2 separate regions of the Danio rerio genome follow, and region 2 is linked to region 1. The links are chromatin contacts, called in public Hi-C maps. All regions are on one chromosome and are shown on one strand. Each heading gives the region's core, a stretch centred on a gene start, on an enhancer-like site or on the middle of the called end of the contact. The rest is flanking DNA. Distances are from core to core; before and after follow the strand shown. Region 1 overlaps strn4 (striatin, calmodulin binding protein 4). Region 2 overlaps prkd2 (protein kinase D2).

Region 1 (5,425 bases), core at 1,699-4,198:
TTATTTAGCGATTCCTCCGCGTACCACTAGGAGGAAAGTACCACAGTTTGAGAACCACTGGTCTATAGTCTATGTCAGTGGTGCTTAACCTTGTTCCTGGAGATCTACCTTCCTGCATAGTTCAGCTCCAACCCTGATCAAACACACCTGAACCAATTAATTAGGACCTAAACAGCGCTTGATAATTAAAGGCAGGTGTATTTGATATGGAGGAATGTAGATCTCTAGGAACAGGGTTGAGCGCCCTGGTCTATGTGTATGAATGTTAATTGATGATTCCTAGTGATGGGTTGCAGCTGGAAGGGCTTCCACTGCATAAAAACATATGCTGGATAAGTTTGAGGTTTATTCCGCTGTGGCAACCCCAGATTAATAAAGGGACTTATGGAACAAAATCAATGCCAAAAGTCTTGAATTAAAAAGCTGGTTGAATAGCACAAACTGAAAAAAATAATACACCGTATTAACAAGTTCTTGCATTTTAATGACTTGAATTCCAGGGCTTGTATTTTTAGGTCCTGAAATTTAACATATCTGTTTATTTAAGCTGTGAATATTTCAACGAAAAATATTTCAAACATGTTTTCATACTTAAAAATTCAATAATTCATATTCAATTTTCAGATTTCACTTACAAAATATTCAATACCCTTTAAAATTACGAAATATAATATTCAAAAGGTAATTTTCAGTTGATTTTATTTCAGTTCAAATATTCGCTTCCATAAATTCAGTGGATCAAATTCGACTGTTAAAATTCAACATTACATCCAGGAACTGCAGGAAAAGCAATAGATTGCAGATTGAAGATCGCCCGCTGCTCTAGCTTTCACCAGCAGGTGGAGATGGAATGATGTATAAGATTTTTAACCCAGTAAACAGGCAAGAAAAAGGCTAATAAAGGCACAAAAATAGCATTTAATATTAATATCAATGCCTTGGACATTATAAATAATAAAAAGTATGAGTAAAATGGGTAAATGAGGTTTTACTCATCTATATTTGCCCTTATGTAAAGGAAGCCAGCTGGTGATCGCGTAAATCTCACTCCTCGGATCCAGTGACAGACGTTGTTCTGCAATCTTTAGCATCCTCGGAGCTTGTCTCCCATGCCGGCTCCCATAATATATAACCTATCCCAATCCTAACATAGCTGCGTTTAAACAGTGCAAACATTATTCCTTATAGTTATGCCATATTAGACGGTTCTGTGTGAATAACTGAAGACACTCCTTTAATGCATTTGCACGTTATTTTAAATTACTCATCCCATCCATTACCAACCTTAAATCATACCTGAACTCTCTGTTTAACAGTTCCAAGTAAACTTGTGTGACATTCTCATAAAATCTCTCTGGTTTTGAATATCTTTGTTTGGAATTGTTCTTATAGCCCTGGCAATGTTTATCAATTTTGTATTATTATTAGAATATTTCCTCTCCTGTTTCTCTTACGTTTATAGCCGTCAATATAATACTTCACGTCTATGGAAGAAAGAGTCAATAAAGAAAGAGAATGTGTAACATCATATTCATCAAAAGACGGTTTATGTGCAAGTAACCGCACCGGTCCTAGCAGGGAGCAAGCTGTGTAACACCAGCATGGGAGACCATAGATATATACACTAGATATCGCATAGGGACCCTGAGCATGCGTCAATAGCGCCGCCACATTGGTACAGTGCTCCCAGGACAAATGTCATTCAACCGCACTAGTCAGGACAGTGTTATTACGTGAAGATGCGGGACTTTAGTGCTGTCTACGGGTGTAGTAACAAGCAAACAAAGAAAACAAAGCATAAAGGCAGAACATTTCATAGATAATATTATGTTTTTTTTCTGTTTTTGTATGTTCTGAACTTTTGTGCTAATCAGGTGAACGTTATTGATGATAACAGTCACTTACTGCATTCACCATAAGGCAAAGCAGCTCCAACTCGCACTAAACACTCGGCTTATGCTAGTTTTGTTGAATAAAATCAGCAAACAATGCAAAAGAAATATGACAACGAGATGCTGCGTAACATGTATTATTGTCGCCTAAGTGAAAGAGTCGTTCGGGGGATTCATTCACAAACGAATCGCTCGCTCCGTCAGTATGAGAAGTGAAAGCAGGAGAGGAGCTGTGTTTCAGGACACGGATTAGATTAAATTTAACAGGGAGAGTGAATAGTACATTTTTCAATGTAGAAAAGTTATGTAAAATTATAATTTTCGTAATTACAAAATAAAAATTACATACTGACATCCAGGAAAACTCCCGATCTCAGATATATGTGTATATCTCTGGCTTTGCATGGCCACAGTCCTCCACTGTACCTTGGTCCCGCATTCATTTCAAAGGAGTGCTACCCTGTAGCAAGATGGCAGAGCTATTGACGCATTCCGTCCAATAGACAACAATAGGCCAGGCGACATCTAGTGTATATATGTATTTATGGGAGACAAGCTCCGAGGATGCTAAAGATTGCAGAACAACGTCTGTCACTGGATCCGAGGAGTGAGATTTACGCGATCACCAGCTGGCTTCTGTTACATAAGGGCAAATATAGATGACTAAAACTTTTTAATAATACTTTTATTAATTTATTAATTAATATTTATTAATTAATTTATTAATACTTGTATTAAATACTTTTTATTATTTATAATGTCCAAGGCATTGATATTAATATTAAATGCTACTTTTGTGCTTTTATTAGCCTTTTTCTCGCCTGTTTACTGGGTTAAAAATCTTACATTATTCCATCTTATATTATTCCATATATATATATATATATATATATATATATATTCATATTTATATATATTTTAGCATATTTGTGTGTGTGTCCGTCCTGCAGGAGGTGCTCTGGGCTTTTCATCCGATGTCTTCATTCTGGATGCAGTCGGAGGAGGAGACATGAACCTCGGAGAGCTGGCTGACCTCACTGTTGCCAACGACAACGACCTCACCATTGACGTAAGTGTCAAAAGTAATCTGACCTCCCTGTGTGAGGTTCTGCTTATTACTGCCATCTACAGAGCGCACTTTATATGAAGTTGCTAATTATTTGTCTTATTATACATATAAAGTATGAACACAATACATAAATTATTATTATCAATATGTTAGTGTTGAGGTTATAAATCTAGTGTGATCCAAAATCAAATTTCTAAGATACGAGCAGATCACTTCAGCTTCTCATCTGATTTTGTAACCAATCAGATGCCCTCTAGTATTTGAAATTTTTTGCCCACTTCAAAAGTTCAGTCGCTTAATCACTTGTAATTGTGAGCTCATCTAAACACTTGCAGATAAAAGAAAATAATAGACTGTATCGAACAAAGTGTTGAAAACAATGAGGGGAGGAACCCAAAAAATCTAAATGCAATTTATGTATGTATTTATATATATATATATATATATATATATATATATATATATATATATATATATATATATATATATATATATATATATATATATATATATAGGGCTAAGCAGTGGCGCAGTAGGTAGTGCTGAAGCCTCACAGCAAAAGGGTCGCTGGTTCGATCCTCGGCTCAGTTGGCGTATTTGTGTGGAGTTTGCATGTTCTCCCTGCGTTTGCGTGGGTTTCCTCCAGGTGCTCCGGTTTCCCCCACAATGCAAAGACAGGCAGTACAGGTGAATTGGCTAGGCTAAATTGTGGGTAGTGTGTGTGGATGTTTCCAGAGATGGGTTGTGGCTGGAAGGGCATCTGCTGCGTAAAAACTTGCTGGATAAGTTGACGGTTCATTCCGCTGTGGCGTCCCTGGATTAATAAAGGGACTAAGCCAACAAGAAAATTTATGAATATATATATACCTCAGATGCCCTTGCATAACTTCCTCTGTTTGAGCGCAAGATACTGACACTGAAGAGAAGAAACTGCAGACTAAAGTAGCTACTTTTAATTTTATTTTACTTTTAGTTTTCTCGTCATGTCGTCACTAATCAAAAAAAATGCTTTTCAGGAAAACTTTTAAGGCCTCCTATTTTTTACCCCTTTTACAAGATGTAGGGTAAGTCTTCGTTCAGATAATTTTACCTAGCAGAGTATTTATTATACAATGCAGAAGTTTTGGCTTAGAACAAGGTATAACTGTTTTTTGTAGCCTGTGCCTTTAAATGCAAATGAGCTAGAAATCTTGTTCTGTGGACATGTTTATACACTTTACCACGGAGACATGTTAAAATGCACCTGTCAATCAAATCGTCACTCTGTCACATCGCAGTGGGCCACAAAATCACTGGGATTTGGATCCTATTTTAATGGCAGGAAACTTACTTATTGTGTTTATATCACTCCAGTATGACTGTGGACACTCTATACCTACACATACTTCTGTCCAAACAGCTTCTAAAAGTTTATTTTGCATCATAGGTACCCTTTAACGGAATATGGGCAGTTTTCAAGTATAGAATTCTTTCATAATATGCAAACAAGTCTTTGATAATTTTGGTTCCATGTCCAGTTGCAGGACAGTCGAGAAGAGTTCAAGAAAACGTGGAACCCTCGCTTCACACTGCGAAGCCACTTTGACGCCATCCGAGCGCTGTCCTTTCACCCCAGTCAGGCCGTGCTGCTGTCTGCATCTGAGGATGGGACGCTCAAACTGTGGAACCTCAACAAGGCCATGCACTCAAAAAAGTAAGAGCCAAAGCAGCCTGTACTTTATCGCCTCCTTGTGCGGATAGAATTGCGTTAGTGTAGGTGTCTCTGGAAGCATATTTAGAATTATTGATCTATAACTGAGTTGTGTCTCTGTGTGCTGAGCGTCTCGTTTGTGTTTTCACAGAAATGCAGCGCTGGACGTTGAGCCTATTTATACTTTCCGAGCACACAGGTGAGCGAGTCCAGCTGAAAATCACATAACATGAGCCACAGCTAACAAACTCTGTCTGGTGCTTTAGGCAAAATCATGAGTCTAAAACTCAGTCGCTGTCATGATGTATTCAGGTCATTTCTGACCCATTTCTTTAAAAACAAAACTGCAAAGTTATTAGTATAAACTAGGGATGAACAATGTATGATTTGATGATTGATATCGCAATGTGTGCGTCTTCAATACACACATTGCAAGATTATTTGTTAAATATTTTAATTAAATATTATATATATATATATATATATATATATATATATATATATATATATTAATATTATTATTAAAAAAATAGTATATTATTAAATATTATATTGTTTTAAATTATTTATACATTGACGATCTGCTATTTGACATTTGATTTTTGTACTTGAATACCATTAGACACCTCAGAAAACCATAAAGCAGTTTATTTATTTATTTTTGATTGGAATTTATTATAATATCACTTCATAAAAAAGACTTGATCTCATCTCTGTTGATCTAAATAAATGAAATCTTCCAAAACATAGCTATTTAAATCATCTGTTGAAATT
Region 2 (5,425 bases), core at 1,683-4,182, 70 kb after region 1:
AGATGAATGCGACCATGCATTCATGTTGATCGCTCGCGGCATGCGCTGTACTGCACGCTTTGCCTTCTATAAGCTACAATAACAAACGCCTGACATCGCGGACATCCGTATCCCTTAAAGCTGTTTAGAATTAAACGTTTAGAGATGGTGTGACACAACGCTTACTCACGTGTGTCTTTAATGCACCCCTTTACGCTTCTTAAGTGCGTATGCACTGCTCAGAGCCGCGGCACGGAGCGCACATGACAGTTGATAGCCTCACACAACAGACATGCACATTCGCATGTTATTTAAAATGAAATATTCAGATGGCGCTCTGTGGCATGGCAGAAATATGAACAGTCATCAGTCATGGCTGGACGCTGTGGACAGCCGCTGACTTGCGGATTCTAAAATGCATGGCTCTGCGCGTCGCAGAGCGGCGCTTCCGGTGCACGACCTGCTGTACGTTCTTGTTGTAGCACCAAAATTAGCCACCAAAATTCATATGCTGATTTGATCCGGTGCATACTGGTTCCAAAGGTACCGATGCCATAGTGGCACCGAGTTTCGGTACCCAACCCTAGCCAGGAGTGCATCGCACCCAATCATACTTTACCTGCCAACATTTGTCTCCAAAATTCTGGTAAACAGGCCATCAAGAATTGGCAGAGAGGTTGTTGAGGGTTAGGCCATGTATGTTTTTCTGAACAACACAGTTGAGAACTGGAGTAGTAACTGTACAATGGACTGGGTTTTGGGCGGCTGCTGTGATCAGATACTATACCAAAGTTGGTGACATGGGGGTGTTACAGACTGTACCAAAAAGCTGAGGACCTGGGGCAGGGTGAAATTACGGAAGTTTTCCGAAAGAAATAACAAAATCGGAGTGTGGCAGGAGATGGGTCTGAAATACAGGAGACACAGGAGACTCCCGGGGAATAACGGGCAATATGAGCACACAAGCTTCACGCCTCCATTGGAAATAACAAACTTGTGTGTGGAAAACATTATATATACACCATATGAGAACAGTTGCTGTCATTTACGATCTCAAGCAGTTGATCTTCTTCTTGCACACACAGACATACTTGATTTACCTGATTTGTTGACAAATAGTTGATGATCCATTCCTTGGCAGTTTGTAGGTCCTTCACTGGAGTCCTTTTAGTAAAGAAACTTTTCAAAGATGTCTGTTTCTTACTCATTTTACTGCTTGTGGGTTACATTTTTACAAGATGTAATATAGAGAATATAGCCATTTTTCAAATTAAATTATTTTTTTCAAAATAATTGATTGTTCAGATGTGCGTTCAGATAAATAAAACAGAAACAATTAATTATTTATTGTGCATAATTGATCCGTGAACCGGTACCCTGGGTTTGGGAGCCAATGTTTTAAAGTACGCAATATGCAAAGCGAATTATATTTTCAAAGGGAACATCATTTACTCTTCATTGTTTATAAACTGGTAAAATTCAAAAGTTAGGGGGTTCAAACTACACTGGACCCCATTGACTTTCCTTGTAAAAGTGTAAAAGTTAAGCACACTCAACAGAGACTAAGTTTTTGCTAGTAAACAGAGAAAAAGGAGTCATTTTTAAGTGGAAGTTGAAGCATTGAAGGATCTGAAAATGATAACTGACTGATTTATCTCATGTTAAATACTATCAAGATGCATTCATTAATGAGGTCGACTATAGTGTTCAGGACCTTCATTCAAACTACACTAACTGCAGAACAAAAACTTCATTTTTTTTACCTCTAAGTCAAGAATGAAAGAAAACATCACTTTGAGCATATTATTGTTATTGTTCTTTTTTATATATATAAATATAACAATATTCAATAACTTCGTTATGTGGCTTTAAAGGAGCAAACTCCATTGCTTTGTAAAGCTCATTCTCTCTCAGGAATACCTTTAAATGTGTCATTAGTACAGTTTGTTTTGCAAAAATCATGCTAGCAATATTGTGTGTTCATTAAACCTGATTTGGTTAGCCAATGTATTTAGAATTAATTTACCAAATCAGGTTTGATAATGAACACAATTATTTCCAATTATTTGCATAAATTATTTGCATCATCTACATGCATCTGAACATTATAATCATTATATACTCCAGGTAAATCATTCATTTTCAGCGACAATAAAATAGGTCCCTAAATCGAGCCTTGTGGAACCCCTAAATGTAAGTTGATTTCACACTATCATACAATACACACACATTAAAAGATGTAATTTAAGTTAAATAAAAATTTAATAAAATTAGCTAAAAGAAACTGTGGTCCAGACTGAAGACAATATAAAGCAAAATAACATTACTGAAGCTCTCTCCACTGAACCTTTCCATAACTTTCAAAGGTCTGAGAATGTCCAAAGTTATCTAAGATAATTCCATGATCCACAGTGGAAAATCCCATTGACATTCTTCAGTGCCATTCGTGCAGCAACAAAGACACAAGATGAGGGGCCTTCAGAGAGAGTCAGGTTCGGTATGCTGTTGTTGTGATGGCTTCCAGCTCACTGAGTTGTATGACATGTGTTGAATGGCGGATTATAAAGAATTCAGGAGATCTGCTCCACTGATAAACCCTATGCATTTGCCTGGCATGATCAACCCGACGTCCAACACTCCCTCTGACCCGCAATGCGGGGTGAATATATTGTTTTTCCTTCCCTTCTTATATGTAACACTGCACCTTTGTCATGTCATTGACTGTACCCGGTGTTGTCATTTCAAACTTGGTCCATGTTGGCTTGTTCGGCTAGCTAATCTTCTCATGCCAGGTTATTGCTTTCTGCCAAGTGGGATTTTTCTCTACATTGATTGGCATACGATGGCTGTAATGCAGAAGTACTCAGGTATCACAGTTGACTGGCTTTCAGGCTTATATCTCAGCACGGACACAGCTGTCAGCTCGAAATGAAAGGCAACCAACCGAATCCTCCACGCCAGCTCTCATGCTAATTAGCACAAAATGGGCTCCGTGCCACACCGTGCAGGAATCCCCCTGCAAGATCTTCATCAAAGAACTGCGTCCTCTGTGTCTTTTGCTTCTCCACATGCCTGTGGATTAAAAGGCTTTGGATGGAAATTGTTTTTGTTGGTTTAACATCGCCATACGGTTTCAAAAATGCTCCAGGCCATAACTGAAAATCTTAAAGAGACAGTTCACCCAGTAACGAAAATTCTGTCACTGTTATTATTATTTTTAGATCATTGTTATTCTGTCATTGCTTTTTAAGCTGTTTTTGTAGCTGAACGTTGTAGATATTTTAAACAATGTTGGTACCTTGTACACCTTCTTATACTTTTAGAATTATTCAATGCATTCTAATGGCAATTCGTAACTTTTTGATTTAATGGCTAAATTGTAATTATTTGTATGATCTTATTTGTACAAAAGATTAGCTCATCCTTAATAAAGGTTAGGGGTGGTGTTTAAGTGTACGCCGCCTTTTAAAAATGATAGTCTTTAAGATAAAAGAAATCTTATGAATTTGTATGAATTAGATGATTTTCTGACAATATGTAACTTTGCTTTCATATGAGATTGACTATCCAATGATATGTACAGTGGCTGAGAGAGCTTAATGTGCTGCAATTTAAGAAAACACATCCAATTCCAAAAATGCCAGCAAATTAAGAAGAGATCTTCTTCATCTGTTTGACAGCACACATAATGCAAAACCTCACAACGAATATGCATACGCATAAAAAAATGTGCTGCATTTTCTCACAACACAAAAAAAAAAAATAAATAAAAATACGGAACACAAAAGAATGTTTTAAGGGAACCCAAAAACATGACGGACACCACTGTGCTGTCACTATTGGTGAGTGAGGTTGTAGATTGTCTTTGAAAGGTGAGTTTTTTTGTTTGATGATTTTAACATGCTGATTCCCTTGTCTTTTATATTTTTATAAGCCTAAATAACCATAAACTAAATAGCCGAGGCTGTCATGTTTTAGGGCACTCTTCAAACTTTTTTATTGTATTCTGTGCTATTTGAAAGTGAGAAATTGCAGCGCGTTAAAAAAACAAAAAATTGGTTGTGAAAAAACGCAGGGGGTTTCTAAAAATGTTTTTGCATTGTGAGGATTTGCAGCATGTGTGCTGTCAAACCGATGAAGATCTCTTCTCATTTTGCTGCTGTTTTTTGTAATTGCATGTGTTATCTTAAATTGCAGCAAGTTAAGCTCTCTTGGCCACTGTAGATATAATTAAATAGTTAATAGTCTTTGAGGAAATGAAAACACTGTATCTTCAAGAAGCATAATTCATCAAACATTAATCATAACAGCCACGTTTCATTTTATTTTATTTTTCATTTTAAATGAAAAGAAATTTAATACAATATAAATAATACATGATTTCATATTTTTGTTTTTCAGCTAAATATTTTCAGTACTCATAACTTGCCTTTATTTAGTAAATACATTCCATTAAGTATGTCATTATAACTTTACAGTTCTTGGTATTATAACTGTAATCTGCATTGTATAATTTATTATACGAGACATTTATTATTTAATGAACATTGTGAAGTTGCAAGAAACTGCAATTTTTCTATGATCATTCTTCTTACCTATGTTCAGATCTATACGGACTGGTAAAAATATATTTCTGCAGTTTATGAATAGCAATATCTGTCTCAGTTTCTTCTTATTACTAATGTATAACAATATAATTGCATTAGAAGTTTATAGACATTCCTAACAAATATTTTCACATTTAACAGATTTGATGTATTCATTAATATATGTATATATCTATCTATCCATCCATCCATCCGTCCATTCGTCTGTCCATTAATTGTCCGTCCATCCATCCATCCATCCATCCATCCATCCATCCATCCATCCATCCATCCATCCATCCATCCATCCATCCATCCATCCATCCATCCATCCATCCATCCATCCATCCATCCATCTTTCAATCTATCTTTTACATAGAAAGGGGTCTCTTATTACAATATGTATTATGCAAAGCCTTTTAAACTTTCTTTAAAATGTAAAAAGCAATAGGTTGAAATGCATAATCTTGGAGAGCAACAAAGCTTGTAAAAGACAATTTTCCTTATTTAAAATAATCAAAACTTAAATCAACATCACCTTCATTATCCTACATGCAGAAAAAAGTTCATTCTTTATTCATTTATTTTTGATTTATACAATGTAGTTGTCACCGACTCGGTCCCAGTCATTCCCCTTTGCTGGCCTGCAGAGGCCACTATCTCCGGACTTTTAGCATTACATCATCCTTTTACACTGATCCAGCACACCTGATCTTCATCCCGCTAATGACCCATGTACCCTTTATAAGCAGTTCTCACACACACAGTCTTTGCGAAGTCTTGTTTAGCCCCGGCCAGCATTACTGAGCGTTCTTTCCTGCCTGATCTCCTGTGAACAACTTCAGCCCGTTTCCTGACTC

What was found. Hi-C and Micro-C count contacts between places; a contact is called where the count stands out from the background.
Region 2: a contact with region 1 is called in a Hi-C map of embryo, with 1.8 times the contacts expected there. The contact joins two enhancer-like sites. A contact is called at or near these places in 3 of 18 Hi-C or Micro-C datasets (caudal fin, embryo and hematopoietic stem cells) and 1 of 4 datasets of contacts at active chromatin or transcription factors (caudal fin).

Annotation. Positions count from the first base shown.
Region 1 is chr15:13,783,528-13,788,952 of GRCz12tu, forward strand. It overlaps strn4 (striatin, calmodulin binding protein 4), which reads left to right. Exons shown (of 18, transcript XM_021466324.3): 9 at 2,843-2,961; 10 at 4,479-4,654; 11 at 4,803-4,850. Among named protein-coding and RNA genes, the nearest start is that of prkd2, 25 kb to the right of the region's middle. Within about 2 kb of position 2,949, at least 8 of the 62 cell types and tissues checked have an H3K27ac peak or open chromatin away from gene starts, as enhancers often do.
Region 2 is chr15:13,853,444-13,858,868 of GRCz12tu, forward strand. All of the region lies in intron 1 of prkd2 (protein kinase D2), which reads left to right. Among named protein-coding and RNA genes, the nearest start is that of prkd2, 45 kb to the left of the region's middle. Within about 2 kb of position 2,933, at least 8 of the 62 cell types and tissues checked have an H3K27ac peak or open chromatin away from gene starts, as enhancers often do.